Regions from separate parts of the Zea mays genome. Here regions 1 and 2 are each linked to region 3. A link is a contact called in public Hi-C data. All regions are on one chromosome and are shown on one strand. Each heading gives the region's core, a stretch centred on a gene start, on an enhancer-like site or on the middle of the called end of the contact. The rest is flanking DNA. Distances are from core to core; before and after follow the strand shown.

Region 1 (4,597 bases), core at 1,546-4,045, 600 kb before region 3:
TCTTCTACAGTACATTCTAGCGAGATGCGAATCGGTTCTACAGTTCTCGTCTCATGTTTCCCGTCCCTGCTTTGACAGCTGCCCCTGCCCGGTTTGGGGAGAAACCACCTCGTACCGGACCAGACGAACGATTTAAAGGTTTATTCATAATTTATTAGAGATCTAAACTAACTTTAGTTAAAAAATAAATAGAAAATACAATTTGATCTTAATTTGATTCGATCCTTAAATTGTATTGTGTCCATTGTCACTGCTTGACGAAAAAGATCGACTGGCCAGACCAGGCCTCTCTCTGTCTCTGTCCGTGAGTCCGAACTTTGACGAAGCAACCAGATGCTATATGTAGCACTGTGCCTTCGTTGCGAAGGCTCTTTCAGTAGGCTAATTGTTGATGACTTGGTTGGCTAATTGTGCATGGCCATGATTTAAAGCGTTGACAAGGCTTTGTTGTGAGTTTCTTGTTCAACGAGGATCGGAGTCTGAGCGCGCCAGCCCTTTAGGGGGCGTTTGGTTACTTGTATGGGTGAGCCTGGCTCGTATCTAGTGAGCCTGGCTCAGACTGGACTGGCTGAGTGCATGCAGTATAGCGTGTTTGGTTGTGTGTATGTGGCCAGTCTGGTTCACAAGAGATGTTGTTTGGTTGCTTGCATGAGTACATGGTGCATGAGTTAAAAAAATTGTTAAATAAATTAAAAAATCTATTAATAGACACTAATTATATGGTAAATTGCTTAATAGATACTAATTACATGTTAATATACACTAATTATATATTAATCTTAATCACGTAATTTTTTTATTTGAAATATATATAGTATGAGTGGTCTAGTTTCGTTCGCAAAAATGTCAGGAACGCGGATATGAAATCGGTTCGGTGATTAAATCTTTTAATTAGACGATATAATGAAAAAACCAATTAAAAACGTGTCTCGATATGCGTGCACGAGTAAAGAGCTGGCTGAGCGGAGCCTGGCCGCGCGCGTGCGGCCGCGCGATGCGTTTCTGCCGGGCCTGGCTCGCGGCGCTTTAAGTTCCGTGCTAGCCTGTCTCGTGCGATACAACGAACCAAACAAACACTACTTTTTGCATGTGTAGATGCAACTGCACCACCGGAGAAGGCAACCAAACGCCCCCTTAGAGTTTCTTCAATCTACGATAGGGCCGCCGCGCTGGGCTCGACTTGTCCACTGTCTCTAGGTGGGCTGGGTGTGCTTGCTGCTCCCACGCTGCCGCGTGCCATAGGCTCGGAATAGTTCCCCATCAAGGAAATGAAGCAAACGGTGCTGGGCCTTGTTGGGCCCGCCTTGGTGCATGCAACTTGCAACTCACTAGGGTCGTTGCCACTGGTGGGTCCACCAGCGATGCCACTGGGTGAGGTCTGGGTATACTAGGCCTTATTCGTTTGTGCCGGATTGGTGGGTTGGAACGATTACTAATCGGATTGCTTCTCTAATTTATATAAACTTTGATTAGCTGAAACAATTCCGGGTGCAATTCGACACAAACAAACAAGGTCTTATTCTGTTCTTCGTTGTTCATACCATAATTGAGATGGTATTCATTAGTCATTACCATATTTGCGATTCGATCAAACAACCTTATGCCTGATGTCACATATCTTATAGGTTAGCCCCCCCTTTTAAAAAAATATTTTTATTTCATACCTCTACGGTCTTAAACCGAGATTTGGACTTGGATAGTTAATGGCATGGGCTCGGTGCCACAACGTTGAGCTGTGTGAGGTCCTGGTGTCGTGGCCACCTAAGGGCTTGTTCGGTTCTACCCTAATCCATATGGATTCAGGGGGATTGAGGGGGTTTCAATCCCTAATAAGTCAAAATCCCCTCCAATCCATATCAATCCCCTCCAATCCATATGGATTGAAAATAACCGAACAAGCCCTAAACTAGCTGATGTGGTGGGGACTCCGCGTGACAGGTACGATCATGGCATTAAGGTTAGTGCCACAGATCTTAGTACCGAGCTTGATATGTTATCTTGTGCCTCCAATCTGCTTTGGACCATAAGCTCATGTGATGCGTCACGATGCCCAATCTCACGATCAATCTTAAGAAAACTAGCTCCGAAGAAGTCAAGATAACTTGCTACAAGCAGCGATAACTAGTGCAACCTGGCAAATAAAACTCGAAGTCAACCACTGTCTTTAACCGGCAACCTGAATCGAGGATCCGTCCAACCACACTCTCAAAGAACCAACCAACACAGCCTACAATCAATCGAGTAGACCTCGAAGGGAGTAGAAGCACCACTTGGGAGCGGATGAAGCCGCCGCTTCTGCAATCTCGCGAATAAATTCACAAGAGCAAAGGGGTAAAGATCACTCTCAATATTTGTTAGCACACAGCTGAATAAAAAGGGTTCTGTTTTTAGATTATCCAAAGCTGCCTTACATCATAGACATATGGGGCTATTTATACTAGTAACAACCAATCTTAGAGAGGTATAAACACGAAAGAAAAGCATTTTAACGTGCTAATGTGAAGGAGCCTCTTCGGAAGATCTGCAGAGCTGAATTCTGTGTGGCTGTTTGACTTCTGCGCAACCTTCAGTATTTTGATAATAACTTCTCCTAGGAATCTCCAAATGGCGTGGGGATGGATGCTTTGGAAAGCTGACTTGATAAGTTTTCTCACCATGTATAGCATGCTTAATGAAACTTTGTAAAATGATACAATTTAATACGAAAACTTGGTCATCAAATAGACTGTTGTTAGGGCCGCCGCGCTGGGCTGGATTTGTCCACTATCTCTAGGTGGGCTGGGTGTGCTTGCTGCTCCCACGCTGACGCCTGCCATAGGGCTGGAATAGTTCCCATCAAGCAAATGAAGCAAACGGTGCTGGGCCTTGTTGGGCCCGCCTTGGTGCATGCAACTTGCAACTCACTAGGGCCGTTGCCACTGTGTCTACCGGCGAAAACGGCTCTGCTGCCACTGGGTGAGGTCTGGGTATACTATTGGAGCTACCCTTATCCTGTTCTTCGTTGTTCATACCATAATTGAGATGGTGTTCATTAGTCATTACCATATTTGCGATTCGATCAAACAACCTTATGTCTGATGTCACATATCTTCTAATTTAGTTCCCTTTTTTAAAAAAATATTTATATTTTATACTTCTACGGTCTTAAACCGAGATTTGGACTTGGATAGTTAATGGCATGGCACATGGCATCAATCTAAAATGGCTCGGTGCCACAACGTTGAGCTGTGTGAGGTCCTGGTGTCGTGGCCACCTAAACTAGCTGATGTGGTGGGGACTCCGCGTGACAGGTACGATCATAGCATTAAGGTTAGTGCCATAGATCTTAGTACCGAGCTTGACATGTTATCTTCTGCCTCCAATCTGCTTTGGACCATAAGCTTATGTGATGCGTCACGATGTCCGATCTCACAACGTAGGATCAATCTTGATATACCTAGCTTGGAAGAAGCTAAGATAACTAGTTGTAAGCAGCGATAACTAGTGTAAATTGACAAATAAAACTCGAAGCCAACCATCGTCTTTAACCGGCAACCTGAATCGAGGATTCGTCCAACCACACTTTCAAAAAACCAACCAACACGACCTACAATCAATCGAGGAGATCTCGAAGGGAGTAAGAGCACCACTTGGGAGCGAATGAAGTCGCCGCTCCTGCAATCCTGCGAAGGAATTCACAAGAGCAAATGGGTAAAGATCACTCTCAATATTTGTTAGCACACAGCTGAACAAAAAGGGTTCTGTTTTTAGATTATCCAAAGCTGTCTTACATCATAGACATACGGAGCTATTTATACTAGTAACAACCAGTCTTAGAGAGGTATAAACACGAAAGAAAAGCATTTTAACGTGCTAATGTGAATGAGCCTCTTCGGTAGATCTGCAGAGCTGAATTCCGTGTGGATGTTTGACTTCTGCGCATCCTTCAATATTTTGATAATAACTTCTCCTAGGAATCTCCAAATGACGTGGGGCTGGATGCGTTGGAAAGCTGACTTGATAAGCTTTATCACCATGTATAGCATGCTTAATGAAACTTCGTAGAATTATGCAGTTTAATACGAAAACTTAGTCATCCAATAGACTGTTGACCTTCTGACCAATCAGCACTAAAGTAGGTCGGCCGCCTTTATGTTAGATTTGATTAAGTCGGCCTTAGAAGCATTGGAAAGTAGACTTCAAGAGGTTTCCAAAAAGTACTTATGGGCCTTCATAGATTTTGGGAATCAAAAGATATAATTGTTTCTTCTGAACTGTTTTATTGCGTTGGACTGACTCGGACATAGCTCTTCTTTCTGATTCGCCCTTTATATGTTTCGCACTTCCTATTTGGTGAACCTAAGTAATATCAACATACACGACTTAGGTAGCATAAAGTTCTCATTAGTGTTTAATTGAAATTCATAAATTAGCGCGTGCACCTCTTGTTGTAGCTTCTTAGCTCGACTACGTGTGATTGGTCTATCAAAGACTTGGGTTGGTGGGCCTGACCAGCGCTCGTGGGCGCATGAACCAATCATGTCCAAGATGTCAAGTTCCAATAGAAATGCTATAGACAGACTTAAAGCATGTAAATAATATATATACAATTTATTTA
Region 2 (4,519 bases), core at 440-2,939, 720 kb after region 3:
TGCCCGCCATAATTCCCACTCCCATGAAATATTTTTAAACTCCTGTCCTGCCTCCTAAGTCCCATTCCCTCTTTCCAATTAGTCCGAACCAAACATGCCCTTGGTAAGGTACAATGTGAAAGAGATAGGTGTTTGGTTGCATTCCTGAAAACTATTTTTTCAAAACCATGGTATTCTAGATACCATGGTATTTTTGGAGTATTGGAAAATCCACTCCAACCTAAAGTTTTCATGCCAATGGCTAGCTTTTGCCTAATACCATGGTTTACAATATTGTATCTAATGTGAAAGGGCCTCTAGCGTAATGGTTAAGGCTTCCGAGTAGCACCTCCAGGTCCCAGGTTCGATCCCCCTCGGGGGCGAATTTCGGACTTGGTTAAAAAACACTCCTCGTTGTGCCCCGCTCGCTCCCGAGTTACGTCTTGTGTGCCACCCTCCGGCTGGGCCATTGCAGAATGGGCGGCGACGGCCCGCTAGTGATGGGAGACTAGGGTTCAGGGATTTTCTCGATCGGGACTATGTTTCGGTCTCTTCTTAATATAATACCAGGAGGGTGGTCTTTCCCTCCCTGTCCGAGTTTTTTTTACAATGTTGTATCCAAACAATGTTTCTCAACCATAGTATTTTTGAAGCTGCCAAAATTACGGTATTGTCATGGCAATTGCAAAGTGTAGTATTAAAAAACTATGGTTTTGAGAAACATTATTGCCAAAACAGGCCCTACATGACCTTCCAACATCGCTAGGGCCTGATAGACCTCACAATTTTTTACTAGTACCATACAATATCTCTAATATAAGGCATTACGGTAATAACTATATAGTCTCGCTAACTTTACTAGTCAACTTGAAGAGATTGGTATACAGCATGGCACCGTGGACGTGCTATATAGTTGATATATGACACTGGACTGGAGCATATGTTGGTTGTATAGGATGGACAGGTCATAGACATAGTTTGCGCTTTAAGATAAACATTCTTGCTGATTTAGCCTTTCAAAATTAAATGATTCCATTTGTATATCATAGGAGCAAAGAGATCCAAGAAAATCCTTGAAAACTACATACCAAGTGCATTTCCCAAGTCCTGGAACTGCTCGTTTAATTTATCTCTTCGCATCTTCTCACGATCAGCCTTTTGTACCTTGCGTGCAGAAGTGGAACCCTGGGATTTACACTCTGCCCTTTGACTTGATAAAAGAAGGGACATTAATTAGAGCAAATTTCAGGTGTGATCATAAATTATTTTGTACAAAACAACACGCAAGAGGATCTATGTTAAAATTCCATTGGTTATCACACTTGATTTTAATCAGGGTCGAACCCAACAAAATAGATGGGTGTACACATGTACGAAGTTAGTAGGCGTAATTAATTCATACACTTGTAATGAGATCAGACACGGATAAAGATAACCAGATAGCTCAAACTAGATTAGATCCGAATACAAATAGCCAAATAGCTCGAGCTAGGGTTCGGGTGCTCAAATTTGCACATCAGGAAGGGAAGAGAAGGGGCGGATACATACCTGCCGTGGTGGGTTCCGGTCGCCGGCAAAGGCCCCGACGAAGACATGGGCAGCAGGGGCGTAGTGCTGCGGTCGCCCTAGTTCTCGCGCTCGGGGTGAAAAAGAAACAGCAAACTGGTGTGAAGACAGGGGCGCAGTGCTTCCAGCTCAAGTTTACAGCTTTGCCCCTCCGGCGGCGCTACTGGGCCGCTTTCTCCTGTCTTTGTTTCCACCTTAGCCTGTATGGTCCCCCGCGTATAAGGCGAAGCAGGTTCAACTGAGATGGCAATCTCCGTCACTCGATACCTCCGTTAAGGTATATATAAACTAAATATTTTACGCGTGAGTCTTTTATTGAGCAAAAAAATTTCACCCAACGGTTAAACAAGGATTAAAACGTTCCGGACTCAAGCATATCTGTTAACCCGTGGGTATAAAATACCCAAAGGCATGAACTTGACTTCACTCATCCATCTTTTTCACTATTTAACAACATTTTAGGTTGTAATGTCATAGAAGGTTTAAGGACTAATTGATGGTCATGTAATGAAACATATAATATGCTATGTAGTACTATCATAGTGTTGCTACTTTATCTAATTATATTTGGTGTTTTTGAATGGATGGTTAAATGATGCTAGAAATTTTGTAATAGTATTTACATGGATATACTTGGCATTTGTATAATATAATATTTTGATAAATGTTTAATTTTTATGGATATGGGTAATCTATACCCATATGGATATATATATGGAGGTAAATCTATACCCACTAATATATATGGGTGATTTAATAGGGTTATTTTTTATCGTGGGTACAAGTAATTCGTTTGAGCCTCGCTCGAGAGATGCAAAAGGAGCCCGTGTACGAAAATGGAATATGTTTCTTTACCATAAGGCTCCTAGGATATAGTACCTCATTTTTTTTATATTTATCGTGTTTTAGTTCAAAAATAAACTAGTGAACGAGAAACATTAAAAAACGGAGGTATTATTGAGCAAATACGATATTAGCTAATTAACATGTTTTAAGTTGTATCGGTATATTTTATAGAAGATTAAGGCTTCACATGATAAAAAATAGTATACAGTTAATTTAAATAAAGAAATATTATCTTAGTACTTTTTTACGTTTCAATTTAATTTGATGTATATATGCAGGTAACCAAACAAACATTTTGTTAAACCTATTTTTTGAATAATTGTAAATATGTCACTCAACGTTTACAGAATCAGATAGCTAGTCCATCTCGATGTCATTGTATAGCATCCAAATAAATAAGTTGTTTAATTTTGCAAAAGTTGAGTGTCATATTTTCGAACTAAACAACAAGTAGTTACATCTCTTGAGCCTGTCCTTGCTTATATAAGTCGGGTTGCACGAAAAGATATATATATATATAGCCCTGAGCTCTGTTTAACTACAGGAAGGTCCGGCCATCCGCCCGGTTGACCAGGCGCACTATCCAGTCCACCCACTATAATGTTTACGCTTAGTTATACATAAGTTTACGCTCATGTACCATCGTATAAAACCAACTGCTCTACCTGGCCTTCAGAGATGGCCAAAACTAGAGTTTCAGTGGCGGCGGTTGCGCGACACGAGCGAGCGCGGCGAAGTCAGCACGACTGCGGCGGACAAGCGTCCCCATAGACGAGATCCATGGCGGATCGCCTCCCGTCATCGTTCTAGAGGTGCCTTCCCTTCGTTTCCCTCATTTTCTTCCCTTCCCTAACCTTACTTCCTTTCCCCGCACGTAACCGCCTGTTTCTTCTTCCCCCATCTTCATCTTCCTCGTAGCGCCGGTGCTACATCTCCAGACTGCCCCTGCTCCGCGCGGACCTGCTCTCCAGTGCGACTGCATGACTTTTGTTCCTAGCGGCGGTGGTGTTCCGTGGCGCGACAGCGAAATCGACGACCGCAGGAACGCGCTCGACTTCTACTCTCCAGGCGCCGCCAACCGCATCGTCCCAGTGAAGACGCCCCTCGCGTGCCAACCGCTGTGTTTGCGACGACTTGACCTCCCCTCCACCGACCAGATCCACACCGCCAATGGGCTCACCGCCGACGACCCCGACTCACCGCTCAGTTCAGGCCAGGAGTTCGTCATCTCGCTCCCCTGTTAGGTAGAACAAGTGGACGTGCAGTTCTAATCTTGGTCGTTGTCGTGGTATGTGCCGATTTCTGCTAATTTGGTAATTTGAATTTTCCAATGTAGAAATGCAGAGCCAATATCACTATTTGGTACCGCCTGATCCTACTCTCTTATCTGTTTGGGCCATAAGACTATGTGTTTGCATAAAATAAATTCACTATTGTGTTAAAAAAGAACATAAATTCACTATTTATTTTTTATGTCTGGTATTATCAATTCATGTCCCATGAATCCAGAAGTTTCACCCAAGAGATAATCTAACTTCATGGATCAAATGCTAAGGGGCATTATGGGTTGTTGTACTGTCTTATGTAGTCTGTTCATTTTATTATGCACTTGTTTATAGTTTAGACATTGTATCTGGTATCACTACTCGTTATATTATGTTGTTCCCGACGAGTTAAGTTGAGTTGAAGCTTGTGTCACTAGATTATACTAAGTTCTGACTATAACCTGCTCAGTCATTGCACATGTAATACCAGCACAAGATTACAACACCATGTATCAACACATACAGTGGGCACTATATTGTCCTAAAACAAAAATATTGGTAGCTTCTGTCCACCTTGGACCAGTTTTATGTGAATTTGCAATAGTCAACTGATTCTTGTGTCACAAATATTATTATTTTTGTCTAGTTTACTAGTGTCCAAGCTACATTGACCACATGCTTAATTAGTCACCGGATCAAGTCTTCTCTTGCATAAGAGATTTTGTTTTTTCCCAGATTGCAGCTAAGCCAAAAGTAAAGGCGGAAGAAGAGCCAGAATTCTCATTAAAAGTCATCTCAAATGTTGGAGGTGTGCCCATAGTGATGGATGAAACTATTGGGGTTTAATTTTGATAGTGACACAA
Region 3 (4,361 bases), core at 97-2,596:
CCGGAAGAGGCTTGGGCGGCGGTGCCGGGCGATGGCGGCTACGCATACGAGGAGCGGGAGAGAAAGACAGAATGAACTGACACGGGCGCGGGCCGTCGGTTAAATTCCCTTATGTGTGACGGCTTGTCTGCCAGCCGTCGAACATAAGCCTATATCCGACGGTCCGCCTACCAGCCCTCGGATATCAGAAATTATGTCCGACGGTTCCCTATACGACCGTCGGTCATATGTGAGCCGTCGGACTTATAGCGTTTTACTGTATTGAATCAAACCTGTGACGATTATAGCCGATATACACATACTTGAGGGAGAGTACTTTGCCTGCAGTACCATATAATTGAGGCCTGCCTGCCCCTACGTATCTATGTAGCTCGATCGCTAGGCTGACTGCCCCTAGCGCTGCTGCCCGAGCTTATCTTTCAGAACCCAGTTATTGAGGCCATTAATTAGAGCTAGGTGCACACCAAAGTGAGTGACACTTTGCTGCATTTAAAGTCCGGGACAGCAGCTAGCTACTAGTACTAGCTAGTATACATGCTCATCTATCACTGCACAAAAGTGTCAAGTGTGCATATAGAGAGAGGGACCATGCGTACTAGCTCTGCTGCTGTAAGTGTATGTGTGTGTGGATGATTTTGTTTTCTTTTTGGAGAAAGTAAGTGTGTGCATGTAGCCATGATAGTAGAGAAAATTGCTATTCTGTCACTTCTAACGTGGGCTCTCTGCTATTATATCACCCTATGTTTATGACTTGTGGGACCATTTATGTCTATGATTTGTGGGTCGATCTGGTGGTAAAATAGAGAAGTCCACGTCTGAGTGTGACAAAATAGCAAATTTTCCGCCATAGTAGCCTCCCTTAGATGCTTGCTATGGGTTGCGATGCACACACACAAATCTATCTATGTACCGTACCCTAGCTACTCCTTGGTTGCCCTCTTTATAAGAGCATGCTAGCTTTTCCTCCCTGCAGCCTTTTGCTATACTGCTGCATACACACACACACACACACAGGATAGTGAGAGATGATTAAGTCGCTCCCACATAGCAAAGCCAAAAGTTTAGCAGCTCACCGCAGGCATCTTCTTGTCCTCTTGCTCTTTCCTTGATCCATCCATGGACCATGCATGGTGCTTTTGCAGGCCGCCGGCTCCCCTCTCAAGCTATAGCGGTTACTAGTACTACTAGACTACTAGCTAGTGCACGAATGCCCCCTTCTGCACCTCGCTTGCCATAGCTTGCATCATCATCAGCTGCTAGCCTGCTAGCAGCTCGGTCCACGCGCGACTACTAGTCTACTAGTAGATGAGCAGTCCAGCAGTGAAAGTGTAGTGGCAGTGGCAGCGGCAGCCATATCCCCACCACACTGCTCGATCATCACCACGCCTCCGTCGTCAGACCTGCACCTAGCTTTGCATCGCGCATTAATCAGGAATCGGAGGAGGTATATGCGCTGTACGTTGCAATAATAATATTTTCTTCCATACATTCTGGTGTGTTATGGTATGCATGCCATATGCATATATATTATGTGCAAGTTCTTCGCGTCATCCGTTTAATGCATGGCGTCTCGATCCATGTATGCATACAAATACTCGCTCGCATGCATGCATCATGTGGTTGCTTTGCTGATCAGACCAGCTAACTTGCAAGCAGGGGTCTGATTCTTCCAAGTTAAAGATGGATCATAACCTGAGCGACATGACGATCCTGAGCGAGCACGCATGGGGCGACGAGGCCGGCGCCGTCTTGCTGTCGCCACCGGAGGTGGGCAGCGTCATCGAAGGCGGCGGGGGCATGACGGTGCTGGAGAGGCTGGTGCTCGACGAGGCGCTGGCAGCCGCGATCCTGGAGCTGCAGGCCATCCAGCAGGCCGCCCCCGGGCCCGCCTCCTGCGCCGGCAAGCAGCAGCTGGCGGCCGGTGGCGGTGGTGGTGTGGTTGGGGCGGAGGCCGCTGTCGCCTTCCCCTCGATGATGGCGATGGCGATGGCGGCGCCAACGCCCGCCTACGCGGACGCGGACGTGGACGCGGGTGTCCTGCAGCGACAGCAGCATCACCATCGCCCTCACGCCGCGATGGGGATGCCTAGTCCCGACTACGACCTCGCACCAGCAGCAGCAGCAACACCCGCGGTCGCGGTAACTGCTGCCGCGCCGCCCGCCTTCACCACAAACACAAACGCCGCGGTTGACAGCGGATGCAGCGGCCTCGTAGTCCTTGGACGCTCGCCGCCGCCGCCGGTCTTCTCCGCCAGCAACGAGACCGCAGCAACGGCGAGCCTGGACTGTGAACATGGCGGCGGAGGCCGTGGTGGTGGCCGAAGGCAACGCCGGCCCAACAGGAAGAGGAAGGCCGCCGCCGAGGCCGAGCGGTCGCGACCTGTGCGTGTGGCGGCGGCAGCGGCACAGGAAGAGAGCACCTTGTGCAGCCTCCTGGCGTCCACCGCCCCGACCACCGCGGGCGGCATCCAGATCGCGTTCAGCACGGCGGCCGTGCATCAGCAGCAGCATGCTGCCGGTGGGGCCGGCGGCGCCAAGACATCAGCGAAGCCGTCGTCTCTGAGTCTGAGCAGCAGCGGCTCGTCGAGCAACATCAGCTTCGACGGCCGGAACCCCGCGCGCAACGGCGGCGGCGGCGGCGGCGGCGACCCCGTGTACGAGCCGGACACGGAGGCGCTGGCGCAGGTGAAGGAGATGATCTACCGCGCGGCGGCGATGCGCCCGGTGTCCCTCGGCTCCGAGGACGACGCCGGCGCCGGCGCCGAGCGCCCGCCGCGCCGCCGCAACGTGCGCATCTCGTCCGACCCGCAGACGGTGGCGGCGCGGCAGCGGCGGGAGCGCATCAGCGACCGCCTCCGCGTGCTGCAGAAGCTCGTCCCGGGCGGCGCCAAGATGGACACCGCCTCCATGCTGGACGAGGCCGCCAGCTACCTCCGCTTCCTCAAGTCCCAGGTCCGGGACCTGCAAACCCTAGACCGCCGCAACTACGGTGCAGCTTCTTCGAATGACGCCGCCGCCACCATGGCTGCCGTTGTCGGGTCGTCACTCAGCTACAACCGTGGCACCGGTGCCATGCCCGCATTCACCTTCCCGGCAGCAGGCGAAACCCTACGAGGAGCAGGATGATGATAGATTTGTAACACACCCACGCAGCATGCATGTTGTTGTTAACCCTTTTTTTATGTTCGTCTAATGTGCATGAGACCATCTTTATGATGTATTTCATCATTATTAATGTTAGATCAAAGACTAGGTAGACGATGATGATCATATCATCATATCGATGATGGAACCAATCCAATATGCAATCAAATGCAAGGGCGTTGCAAGATATCTTAATGTTAATTACTACAAGTTCTTCTCCGTATGCAAGTTTTCCCTTTTGTAAGCACAAAAATATCGAGTAAAATGCATCAATGGTCCATGAACTCCCCGAGCTCAAAAACCTTAAACACAGTCATGTAACTTGGTTGGCCCGTACAAAACCATCCAAAACCTGGTTTGATTAAACCGTATTATGCCAACTTGGTGTACGATGTTGGAGCATACTAATGAAAGTTCAAAGACCAAAGTGACACAACATGCTAAATTCAGAGACTTAACAAGTGACTCGGGCGTGATATGCTAGGTCGACATCCGGTTTGGGCAAACCTGATTTCAGACAGTTTTGAATGGACCGTCCAAGTTTCGGCGCTCGTTTTTTCAGGTTTTAAAAGTTTGGAGAGGCAAGTGACAAAGCATGCATGTCAACTTGGAGGACTACTAATGTATTTTTTGTACTCCAAAAAAATATCTCTACCTAGCTAGCTCTATTGCAAAATCAATAATCCTTGAAACTTGATCTCTGAGATCAATAATAATTAATGAGTAGAAAAAATCCTTTTTGCTGAGCACGAGGAAAAGGGCTTGGAAAGTTTGACCCTTTTTCGAACCAGCTTTTATATATAGTTAGGGTTCTCGAGTGTAAGCAGCATATGGAGCAGCTTAGTCATCTGATCCATCTTTCCATGTGCGTGTGTGCATGGATATCCATGCAAAGCTGCGTAAGCTTTCCAGTGCGTAGCAAGTGCTGCTCAAGCTTTATTAGCTTTCCAAGTCCCGACGACGGACCCCAATGGCGATGTGAGGAGAGGAGATGAGATGAGAGAGGCCGGAGAGTGGTCGTCAGCTCGTGTATGTACTTGCAACAACTCTCCAAACACCATCATGGCACCTTTCTAACACGCATCATTATTGTTAATCTGCTGCTGCTGCTGTGTGTGCGCGCGCGCCCTCGATTTGTGCATATATGCGTGCAAACTAAACCCTAGCAAAGGTGATTCAAGGTTATCATAGGGCTATCATTACTTGCTTTCCTGCCG

Evidence for each region. Hi-C and Micro-C count contacts between places; a contact is called where the count stands out from the background.
Region 1: a Hi-C map of tassel shows a contact between it and region 3, with 2.5 times the contacts expected there. The contact joins the enhancer-like site here to the promoter of LOC100192921 in region 3. A contact is called at or near these places in 2 of 25 Hi-C or Micro-C datasets (ear and tassel).
Region 2: a contact with region 3 is called in a Hi-C map of ear, with 1.9 times the contacts expected there. The contact joins the promoter of LOC100286079 here to the promoter of LOC100192921 in region 3. A contact is called at or near these places in 2 of 25 Hi-C or Micro-C datasets (ear and endosperm).

The regions. Positions count from the first base shown.
Region 1 is chr3:225,320,674-225,325,270 of Zm-B73-REFERENCE-NAM-5.0, reverse strand. No RefSeq gene overlaps it. Among protein-coding and RNA genes, the nearest start is that of LOC103651519, 11 kb to the left of the region's middle. Within about 2 kb of position 2,795, at least 8 of the 20 cell types and tissues checked have an H3K27ac peak or open chromatin away from gene starts, as enhancers often do. A contact at or near this core is called in tassel, where this site is marked.
Region 2 is chr3:224,005,347-224,009,865 of Zm-B73-REFERENCE-NAM-5.0, reverse strand. LOC100286079 reads right to left here and starts at 1,689. Exons shown (of 5, transcript NM_001158967.1): 1 at 1,528-1,689; 2 at 1,068-1,189. The coding sequence starts at 1,574.
Region 3 is chr3:224,723,012-224,727,372 of Zm-B73-REFERENCE-NAM-5.0, reverse strand. It overlaps LOC100192921, which reads left to right and starts at 1,346. Exons shown (of 2, transcript NM_001364547.1): 1 at 1,346-1,444; 2 at 1,657-3,269. The coding sequence starts at 1,681. The coding sequence ends at 3,126.